3 separate regions of the Mus musculus genome follow, and all the other regions are linked to region 2. A link is a contact called in public HiChIP or PLAC-seq and promoter capture Hi-C data. All regions are on one chromosome and are shown on one strand. Each heading gives the region's core, a stretch centred on a gene start, on an enhancer-like site or on the middle of the called end of the contact. The rest is flanking DNA. Distances are from core to core; before and after follow the strand shown. Region 1 has its middle 38 kb from the start of Dock11. Region 2 holds the start of Dock11 (dedicator of cytokinesis 11). Region 3 overlaps Dock11 (dedicator of cytokinesis 11).

What was found. Promoter capture Hi-C pulls out the DNA fragments that hold promoters and counts their contacts. HiChIP or PLAC-seq counts read pairs in DNA pulled down with a chosen protein or histone mark.
Region 1: a contact with region 2 is called in a promoter capture Hi-C map of 3T3-L1-derived adipocytes, with 2.3 times the contacts expected there. The contact joins the enhancer-like site here to the promoter of Dock11 in region 2. A contact is called at or near these places in 5 of 39 promoter capture datasets (the 3T3-L1 cell line, 3T3-L1-derived adipocytes, embryonic stem cells and 2 more), 6 of 484 Hi-C or Micro-C datasets (the HL-1 cell line, cerebral cortex, embryonic fibroblasts and 3 more) and 1 of 9 other capture datasets (liver).
Region 3: an H3K27ac HiChIP or PLAC-seq map of embryonic fibroblasts shows a contact between it and region 2, with 13 read pairs. The contact joins the enhancer-like site here to the promoter of Dock11 in region 2. A contact is called at or near these places in 10 of 39 promoter capture datasets (the C10 cell line, the HPC-7 cell line, frontonasal cranial neural crest and 7 more), 42 of 484 Hi-C or Micro-C datasets (B cells, the C10 cell line, CD4 T cells and 30 more), 11 of 115 datasets of contacts at active chromatin or transcription factors (the 230-238 cell line, CD8 T cells, the HPC-7 cell line and 8 more) and 3 of 9 other capture datasets (adipose tissue, liver and pancreatic islet).

The regions. Positions count from the first base shown.
Region 1 is chrX:35,848,905-35,851,827 of GRCm38.p6, reverse strand. No RefSeq gene overlaps it. Among named protein-coding and RNA genes, the nearest start is that of Dock11, 38 kb to the left of the region's middle. Within about 2 kb of position 1,322, at least 3 of the 459 cell types and tissues checked have an H3K27ac peak or open chromatin away from gene starts, as enhancers often do. A contact at or near this core is called in 3T3-L1-derived adipocytes, where this site is marked.
Region 2 is chrX:35,887,476-35,890,360 of GRCm38.p6, reverse strand. Dock11 (dedicator of cytokinesis 11) reads right to left here and starts at 1,529. Exons shown (of 53, transcript NM_001009947.3): 1 at 1,329-1,529. The coding sequence starts at 1,430.
Region 3 is chrX:35,929,865-35,932,582 of GRCm38.p6, reverse strand. All of the region lies in intron 1 of Dock11 (dedicator of cytokinesis 11), which reads right to left. Among named protein-coding and RNA genes, the nearest start is that of Dock11, 42 kb to the right of the region's middle. Within about 2 kb of position 1,327, at least 69 of the 459 cell types and tissues checked have an H3K27ac peak or open chromatin away from gene starts, as enhancers often do. A contact at or near this core is called in B cells, CD8 T cells, the HL-1 cell line and 14 more, where this site is marked.

The sequences.
Region 1 (2,923 bases), core at 73-2,572, 38 kb after region 2:
ATAGGGGGGTTGTGGTATTGCATTATTCATCATAAGGTCTGCTAGAGCAGAACCCCTGGTGCTAGCTTTCACAAGGTTCAAAGGAGTAGCACAAATTGAGACTAGGGTGTGAAATCCTTACCTGTCATTAGCTGACCCTAAGCAGGGCTGTTCTATCTTTACTGTAAACATTACCTGGTTCCTGTAAGTCCTTTTGAAGTTATTCCTTTGTTTTGTGTCAGGTAACTTCAATGTGCTTTGCCTGCTGTGACATCCTACCCCTTTGTTTTCTGTATTATATAAGACTGGTGTTTGCTTTGTGAAATTACATTCAGATCCAACACACTCTCTCCTGTCTGTGTCTGTCTGTCAATTCTCACCGATTCTATGCCCATCTGTCCCAGACCTTGATTCCCATGGATTGAGGGGGACTGACTGAACTTGGTCCGTGGCATAAGACAAATGAATAAACATAGAAGGAAAAGACTTTTAGAAGGAGTACTCCAAGACTCTTATTGACTATGAGTGTTTGCTTTCCACTTGCTAAAGGGCCCTTCAATTCATTTGTGGTTTCTCTTTTGGGAATCCCTCTTAGATACGGTGTACCCATAAAATATAAATCCATTAATCTGGTTGATATCATGAACATGATTTTAAATAAAGCATGCTTTACCAATTAAAATAAATGACTCCAGCATAGGGCTGGACAGTATAGGAGGGAGAGACATCCTTCAGTACTGTTGGTTTTATTAGAGACAGCAATTAATTTTTTTTTGTCATTTTGGGTTTTTTGACAGCAATTAATTTTAAATAGTATTTTTATAATAAACTTGGAAGTTGGGGGGTGTAGCTCAATGATAGAATACGTGTCTATAATACAAGTCATGCTCTGGGTTTAATCTTCAGCATCACAAATACAAACCAACAAAATCCCACCAAAACCTGGTTATACTATGGAACAGAAAGCAAACATTGCATAGATTTTGTAAATAAAGCCTGAAACTCCAAATAAATAAATCAAACTGTGCTTGCAGCAGTACTTGTACATCTGTTTTGAGGATACTTCTGTGGGAATTCATAAGCAGCCATTCATTTTCTTCCAGGATCGGAACAATCAGCTTCTTCATTGTAACCCCTGTCCCTGAGAGGCTGGCTGAGAATGGGGGCCATTTTATTTATCAACCTAAGATTCATTCAGTGTAACCAAGGAAACGAGCAGCAATGCTTTCTTTTTCCCTGTCAAAACTTGTATAATGATTTTTCGCTTTTGCCTACTTGGTTGGTGTCCTGGGGTTTTTGTGAAATACTGGACAACATGTTTCTACTTGACTTAGTGATGGCAGAAGTTGAGTGTTGGCATCAAGCTCCTTTGCAGCGAGGCTCTCCAGATACAGTCTGTGATCACAGAGTTAGACCTAAACTCCGGCTTGTAGGTTCTCCTTTCAGAATCTCTCGAACAAGCTTTGGCCCTTTTGTAATATTTTTTCCTAACTTCCACATTGACCCCTGCTCTACAAAATTATTTCAGGGAATTCCTTATAGAACTGCAAAACACTGGACTTAAGGACAGAGGGGTGGAGGTAGCACTCTTAGAGAAACAAAACGAGAATCTAAGGGGTCAGAGCCAACCTGGGCTAACTTGTGAGACCTTGTCACTCACAAAGTCAAATGAACCCAGAAACTTCAAGAATATTACAGAATGCACCATACATCCTTTGACAAGACCCACATGTTGTTATCACAACTCATCCATCCCTGTGTGTTCTTTCTCAGCCTTTATAGATATCCATATTTTTCTGAACCACTTCATTTTCTATTATTTATGAGCCCTCAATGCCTTACTGAATATTTTTCAAGAAGGATGTTCTTATACAAAACCACAGTAACGATCAACTTCAACTAAACGTTGATATAATGATTTAATCCAATCGAATCTCCATATCCCAAATTGTCAAGTTGCTCAATCAGTGTCTTTAATATCATTCCCTAACTCATCCTTTACAGGATCCAGTCTAGGATGAGGGAGGCCTGTAATTGTTATGTTGCTTTAATCTTCTTTAATCTGCACTTATTTCTGCAGATTTTGTCTTTTATGACATTTACATTTTTGATTAATACACTTCCCACCCCCTCTTCTTTTCCAATAGAATGTTCTTTGCTTCAGATCTTTTTTTTTTTAACATCTCATGATAATTAGATTTAGGTGAGTTGACAGTATTCATGTGCTCTGCCATTGGCTACATTCCAGCATTTTATATTATGGGATTTCTTGAGACACAGACTCAAACTTGTGATCCTCCTGTCTCAACTTCTCAGGTGTTGGGATTACAGGCATGCACCATCATACGTGGCTACTTAATGTATTAAACAAATGATGTTAGGTCTGTCTCAGGTTTCCAAACTGAAAGACAAGTTGTCTGTTCCTTATTGGTGAGGTTATTTAAATTATTTGGTCAGATGACATTTGTGCTCATTCCTTACTGTCACTACTTACTGTTTACTATGTAATTAGAATAATAAATATTATTTCTTTTTTTCTTTTTCTTTTTCTCTCTCTCTTTTTTTTTGTTTTGTTTTGTTTTTGTTTTTTTCAAGACAGGGTTTCTCTGTATAGCCCTGGCTGTCCTGGAACTCACTTTGTAGACCACGCTGGTCTCGAACTCAGAAATCCACCTGCCTCTGCCTCTTGAGTGCTGGGATTAAAGGCGTGTGCCACCACGCCCGGCATAAATATTGATTCTTACAGAGTAGGATTATTATGCAATCTTAAAATTTTAATGTAATTTAATTTTTTTCAATTTATTTATTTATTATATGTAAGTACACTGTAGCTGTCCTCAGACACTCCAGAAGAGGGAGTCAGATCTCGTTATGGATGGTTGTGAGCCACCATGTGGTTGCTGGGATTTGAACTCCTGACCTTCAGAAGAGCAGTCGGGTGCTT
Region 2 (2,885 bases), core at 280-2,779:
ACTTTCCCCACTGTTAGGATCAGGCCCCTTGCCTTGCTTTAATGTTGGTTTTATTGCCGATTCTACAAGATCAACATAAAAATTACAGGGAAAAGCTGCGAGGTTCCCTTCCCAGGATAAGTTGTGCTAACAAAAAGCTCTCTCTTAAGTGCGGAGATTTAAACACAGCGAATGACATGAAATAATATAGGAGTGGAAAGAGACAAAAGCCAGCAAATCTCCTGCAAAACAAAGTAACAAAAAAGCACGCTAATGATTTAGTCCCACTGCTTATTTAAGGTTTGGTCCCTAGTCCAAAAAATTGGCAATGGGAGCCTTTAAAAGCAAAGGAGCAAGTGCCCCTTACCATCCAAGGCTTCCCTCCAGATTTAGACCATCTGAACAGGACTGATGAGGGTGCGCTGGCGTGCGGGGGAGGGGTGGTTCCCCGAGGGGGGTGTCAGAACACTCTCCAATCCCCATCCCCCAGCTCTACCCGCCGCCAAGACATCCCCAATAGTCTACGTAGGCGTCTGGTTCTAGGGTCTTCATCCTTACACAGCAACATCCAGTCCTTCCCACATCCTCTTGCCTCCAATCGCTCACAAGTCTTAAGAACCATCCTCTCCCAGAGGATACAGACTCAAAACCCACTCAGGCGCAGACCCACCCCCGTTGTTTCCAATCCTCTCCCTCTGTCTTAGTTGGCAGTACCCCTCAACACCCATCACCACCCTCCCTCTCCCCAGTAGCAGGAGGAAGTCGCTATGCTTCCTCTGTCCACATCGCCCGCCAGAGCTTGGGCGCCCTGGGCTTTTGGGTGGGGTTTTTTGTGTGTGTAAGTGAGTGTGTGTGTGTGCGCGCGTGTACCCGATGTGTATCCGCACTCAAGTATATCTGTGCTCATCGCATCCTTCCGCCTAGGCTGCCCCAGGTGCCCTCTTAAAGGGATCCGGATCTCCTCGTGCCCTAATCTCCAGCTCTTTGTGCGGGGGTCCGGGGGAGCGGGAGGTGCGATCTGAAGCTTTCAGCCGCCCCCGCTGGGGTGGAGACCCACTCTCCGGCCGCAGCTCTGTGAAACCCGCTGTGCCATTCAGCTTCCAGCCCAGCGCAAGCTGGTGGGGTAGCCAGAGCGCTGTCCCGTGGCGCCTGAGACTCCCACCCCCAGGCAGCCGGTTGCCAGAGCGAAAACTTAAGTAGAACAGAGGAAAAAGAGAGCTCCTAGCGCTCGACCGCAGCTGCGCCCATCCTGCCCGTGGTCTCCAGCGCGCGCGCGGGAAGCCACCGCGCTGCTCCCGGTGTGAGCGAACCCCCCCCCCCCCGGGACTCCCCGTCGCTCGACCACTCACCAGCACCACGGAGCCCCGCACGGCCTCCGACACGCTCTGGCGGAGCTCGGCTGCCGTGCCTGGCTTGCTCAGCCGCTTGGTGAATTTGCGCACTTCGGCCATGGCAGAGGTGGCGGGCAGGTCTCGGCGGGAGCGCTCAGTGCCCCGGGCCCGGGCGGCCGCTGCTGCTGCTGCTGCCTGTGTTTACACGCCGACGGGCCGGCCACATCTCAGCTCGCCGCCCCGCGCCCAGCTCCCGCGGCTCCTCCTCCCGCGCGCCGCTCCTCCCTCTTTCCCTCCTTTTTGCTCTAGCTTTTGCAGGCTCTGGGTCCTGCCGGGCGGCGGCGGCTGCTCCCTCTCACCAAGGGCCCCGACCTGAGTGGCCTAAGAAGGAGGGTGTGTCTCCTGGAGGGGGAGGGAGTGCTGGAGGTGGGGGCGAGGGTCACGCGGGAAGAGGGGGAAGTGGCAAGCACCCGGGCTCCGCCCGCAGCTGATGTTGCTGGTGCAGCCGCATCCGGGAGGCGAGATGAGGCTGCTTCTTTTTCCGAGTGTATGGCGCGGGAGGGGGTCAGAGGTGGGTGATGAAATGTCTCCAAGACTAGGGTGTGCTGGGGCCTCCAGAGACCTCTGCCTCCCTTAAGACTTCAGGAGCAGTGAGGCGGTGGGAAAAATCTCACTTGCCCCCAACCTGCAAGCCCCTGGGTCCCAGGCGGCTAGAGGCTGGGAAACAACATGGAAGCAGCATGCTCCTATTGTGTACTCAGCCTGGTTGGGTCTGCCCTATGTCAAAGGAAGGAAGAGCGGGTTTGCTGCAGGAAAGACTTGTCTGGGTCTGTACCCAACCCCCTTCATTTCCCCACCCAGGCATCCACTTCATAGGGCAACCAGGGGACAGGCTTCTAGAAGTGAGTCTTACCCAGGCAGGGATAGCTGGGTGGTGAGAGACCCCAGAGCCTTTGATGAATTGTGTGGTTCTGCAGTGATTCCAGAAGGAGTGGCCCTAGTGCTCACTGGGAAGGCTTTTGGAGGACCTATCAATCCTCTAGCTTTTACCTGTGCTCTGCAACCATCTCACCCTTTCCTTAATTTCCCCAGAACATCTGACTAGGTGTAAAGCATGCATGCTTAGACACAAACAAGGCCTTAATTCTGAAATGAAAGGCCCCACTTCATTTTTTTTTGTTTTGTTTTAAGTTTGAAATGGCCCATCACCAGGGGTCTAATCCTTTTTGAGGATTTCTACCGGTGCCCAAATGGCACTTTCCACACTTCTCAGGCCTTCAAAGAGCACACAGTCACACACCTACACAAGGACTTTGTTATGGAAACAAGAGCATGGGAATGGACTCCAGGAACCCAGAAAAGACCAAGTCTCCTAGCAGCAAGCCCATTTGGCCACCTTCTCATTGATCCTGATAAGGCACAGATGGAGGGTTCCTCCAGGACCTGGGACATGGAAGGGCTCTAAGGGACAGGCATTATCCTGCATGTTGACCTCACTCTGTGTGTGTGTGTGTGTGTGTGTGTGTGTGTGTGTGTGTGTGTTGGGGGTCGGGGTGGAAACTGTTACCTGCAGGT
Region 3 (2,718 bases), core at 78-2,577, 42 kb before region 2:
GGTATTCACTTTGTGCTAATAACTTTTAAATGACTCAAAAGCAAGACAGGAACACGGGGAAATGAACAGAAGGGTCTGAGGGAACGGAGAGGATGTCAATATGAATAATACTATTTTGATTTAACACCATTGTTGATAGGAGAAAAATGCACCTTGGCAAGACATAACAACTTTCCGGAAAAATCAAAATACAAGCTCTCAAGGCATACCCAACTGTGACAAACAACCTATTCAGTGCTTATCAACTAATTTTAACCTGCCTGGATGTCTGTGATCACCACGGAGTTACTAGGAGCAGGGAGCCATCTCTAACAGTCCTGACTAGTTGGGAAACTGAGACAGAACTATGTAAGCCCTGGAGTTCAAGGATAGTTTTGACCTTAAAAAAATGTTCTCACTAGCCATGTGCTGGTGGTACACACCCTTGATCCTAGCACTTGGGAGACAGAGACAGGTGGACCTCTGTGATTTGGAGTCCAGTGTGGCATACAGAGTTCCAGAACAGCTGGGGCTACACAGAGAAACCCTGTCTGAAAAAACAAAGCAAACCCCAAAACAATAAAATAGAATTCCCCCTGACCTTCCCCTTACTTTTAAAGAGAGTCATGGCATACATTGCATTCTTCAGTAGAAAAAAAAAATCCAAATGTACAAATGTTCCATAGATTTACTGTCAGTGAAATAGTGAACACCTGAACATCATCTGAACCCTTTAGAGCATGCAGCCACATGTCATTTCCTACATGAGATTGCACCAGAGATCTGTCCACTTCATTAATTTGGCCCTGACAACGAGTAAAGAAAGCTGAAAGGTCCCAGTTTGAAAATGAATCTTGAAAAGGAGAAAACGGCATCTTGTAGCAAATCTTTTAGTCTTTCCCATAATTGGTCATCTTGGATCTTATTTTCCTCCTTCTTCCTTTTTGTGAACCCCTCCCACTACTAGAAGTCTGTACCACTAGATGGGATAGTACACAGTAAAAGCTTCTTAGAGAAATAAAGGCAAAGTTTACATCTGTAAAAATTTGGGAACTTCTCTATTTCTTACTATTACAGGACACAGTGACCCAGTCGATGTTAATCCTATCTCTCCTACTATAACTCAAAATGCACACCTGCCTCCGTTTGGCCCTGCATTTCGATAACTTATTGACCTGTACACACCCTGGGCAGATTTATTATCATACCCACACTGTTTTAGCCTAAATTAAGTACTTCCCTACTAATATGTTTGGTTTGATTCATCTTACAGCTTATAGCCCATCATGGAGAAGTCAAGACAGAAACTGAAGCAGGACCATGGAGGAACGCTGCTTAGTGACTTGCTTCCCACATGGCCCATTCAGCTTGCTTTCTCATACACCCCAAGGCCACTTCCCCTGGGGTGGCCCCACCCACAATGGGCCAAGCCCTTCTAGATCAATTATTAATCAAGAAAATGCTCCACAGGCTTTCTTACAAGCCATCTTGATAGGAACAGTTCTCAACTGAGGGCCCCTCTTCTCGGATGACTCTTGCTTGTGTCGAGATAGCAAAGCTAAACCAACACACAGAGAAAGGAGACTTGGAATATTATGAGTCAGGACCTATGAATCATTTTTTAAATACCTAAAGTATACTGTGGGGTGATGAAGCCCAATTACTATGTATGCCAAGATTAACAAAACTTAAAAAAGAAAAGTAAAAAAAAAAAAAAAAAAATCACGTACCCAGTTTCACTTCCTTGTACATACAGAAAGGGAAAAACCCAGGGTCTCCTAAGAGATAGGTTCCCTGTACAGAAACCCAGTTGCTCATTAGCACAGTTAGATTTTAATGTCTGAGGAGATCCTACACCTCATTTAAAATTTTGTTGACCAACCTGTTACAAAAGTGAGGCTCCCTGGTCAGTCATCCCCTGAGAATTCTTCTAGGGCACTGATAAAACAAAACGGTCACATGTACTAACCGAGCATCAGCCATGGGCCAGGCAGTGAGCTACAAAGTGCTGAAAGATGGACAAGACGCAGATCCGGGGCTCTTAGTGACCTCATGAACTAGAGGGGCAGACAGCCATGCTTTCACACAGAGAGCATGGCAAGGGCTGTGATGGTAGCATGTTAACGTTTCCTGGGTGGAGATAAATATGTATTTATTTCAAGTAGGACACCAATAACAGAACAGAAAACGGATACCACTAAATTCAAGCTTGGTGAATCAAATGAAATCAGTTTGAGTTACCTACAGGAAGGTGGGTGAAAAAGCCCAGTTCCTGGCAATGTTTAACTAGTTATATATACCCTGGAGACAGAAAGCAGGGCCTTGGGAGCCTCTCCTGTACAGCCACAGGAGCCCTCCTTCCGCTCAGCAAGGGAACATTAGCTCCTGACAGTGTCATGGCAGTAATCCCAGCTGTTCAGATTTTAATACAGCAAGGGCCATGTTATGATTGGAAGGTAGGGCTCCTCAACAGATCGAGATATACAGAGAGTAGTAAGGGAGAGATTCATTCTGCTGGTGAGGGAGAAAAGAAGCAGTTGAGCTGATCCCTGGATGATGGGAGATCATCATCCCAGAGCAGGCAAGGTGAATACAGGTAGCATGGGGAAAGCAGTAAACAGAATGACATTGAGTACAGAGAGCTTAGAGTGCTGTGTTTGTGAGTCTGCTAATGTTCGGCAAAGGGGAAGATGGATGAGATGAGCTAGAGAGGTCTGCTTATGGAGAGCCACATTCATC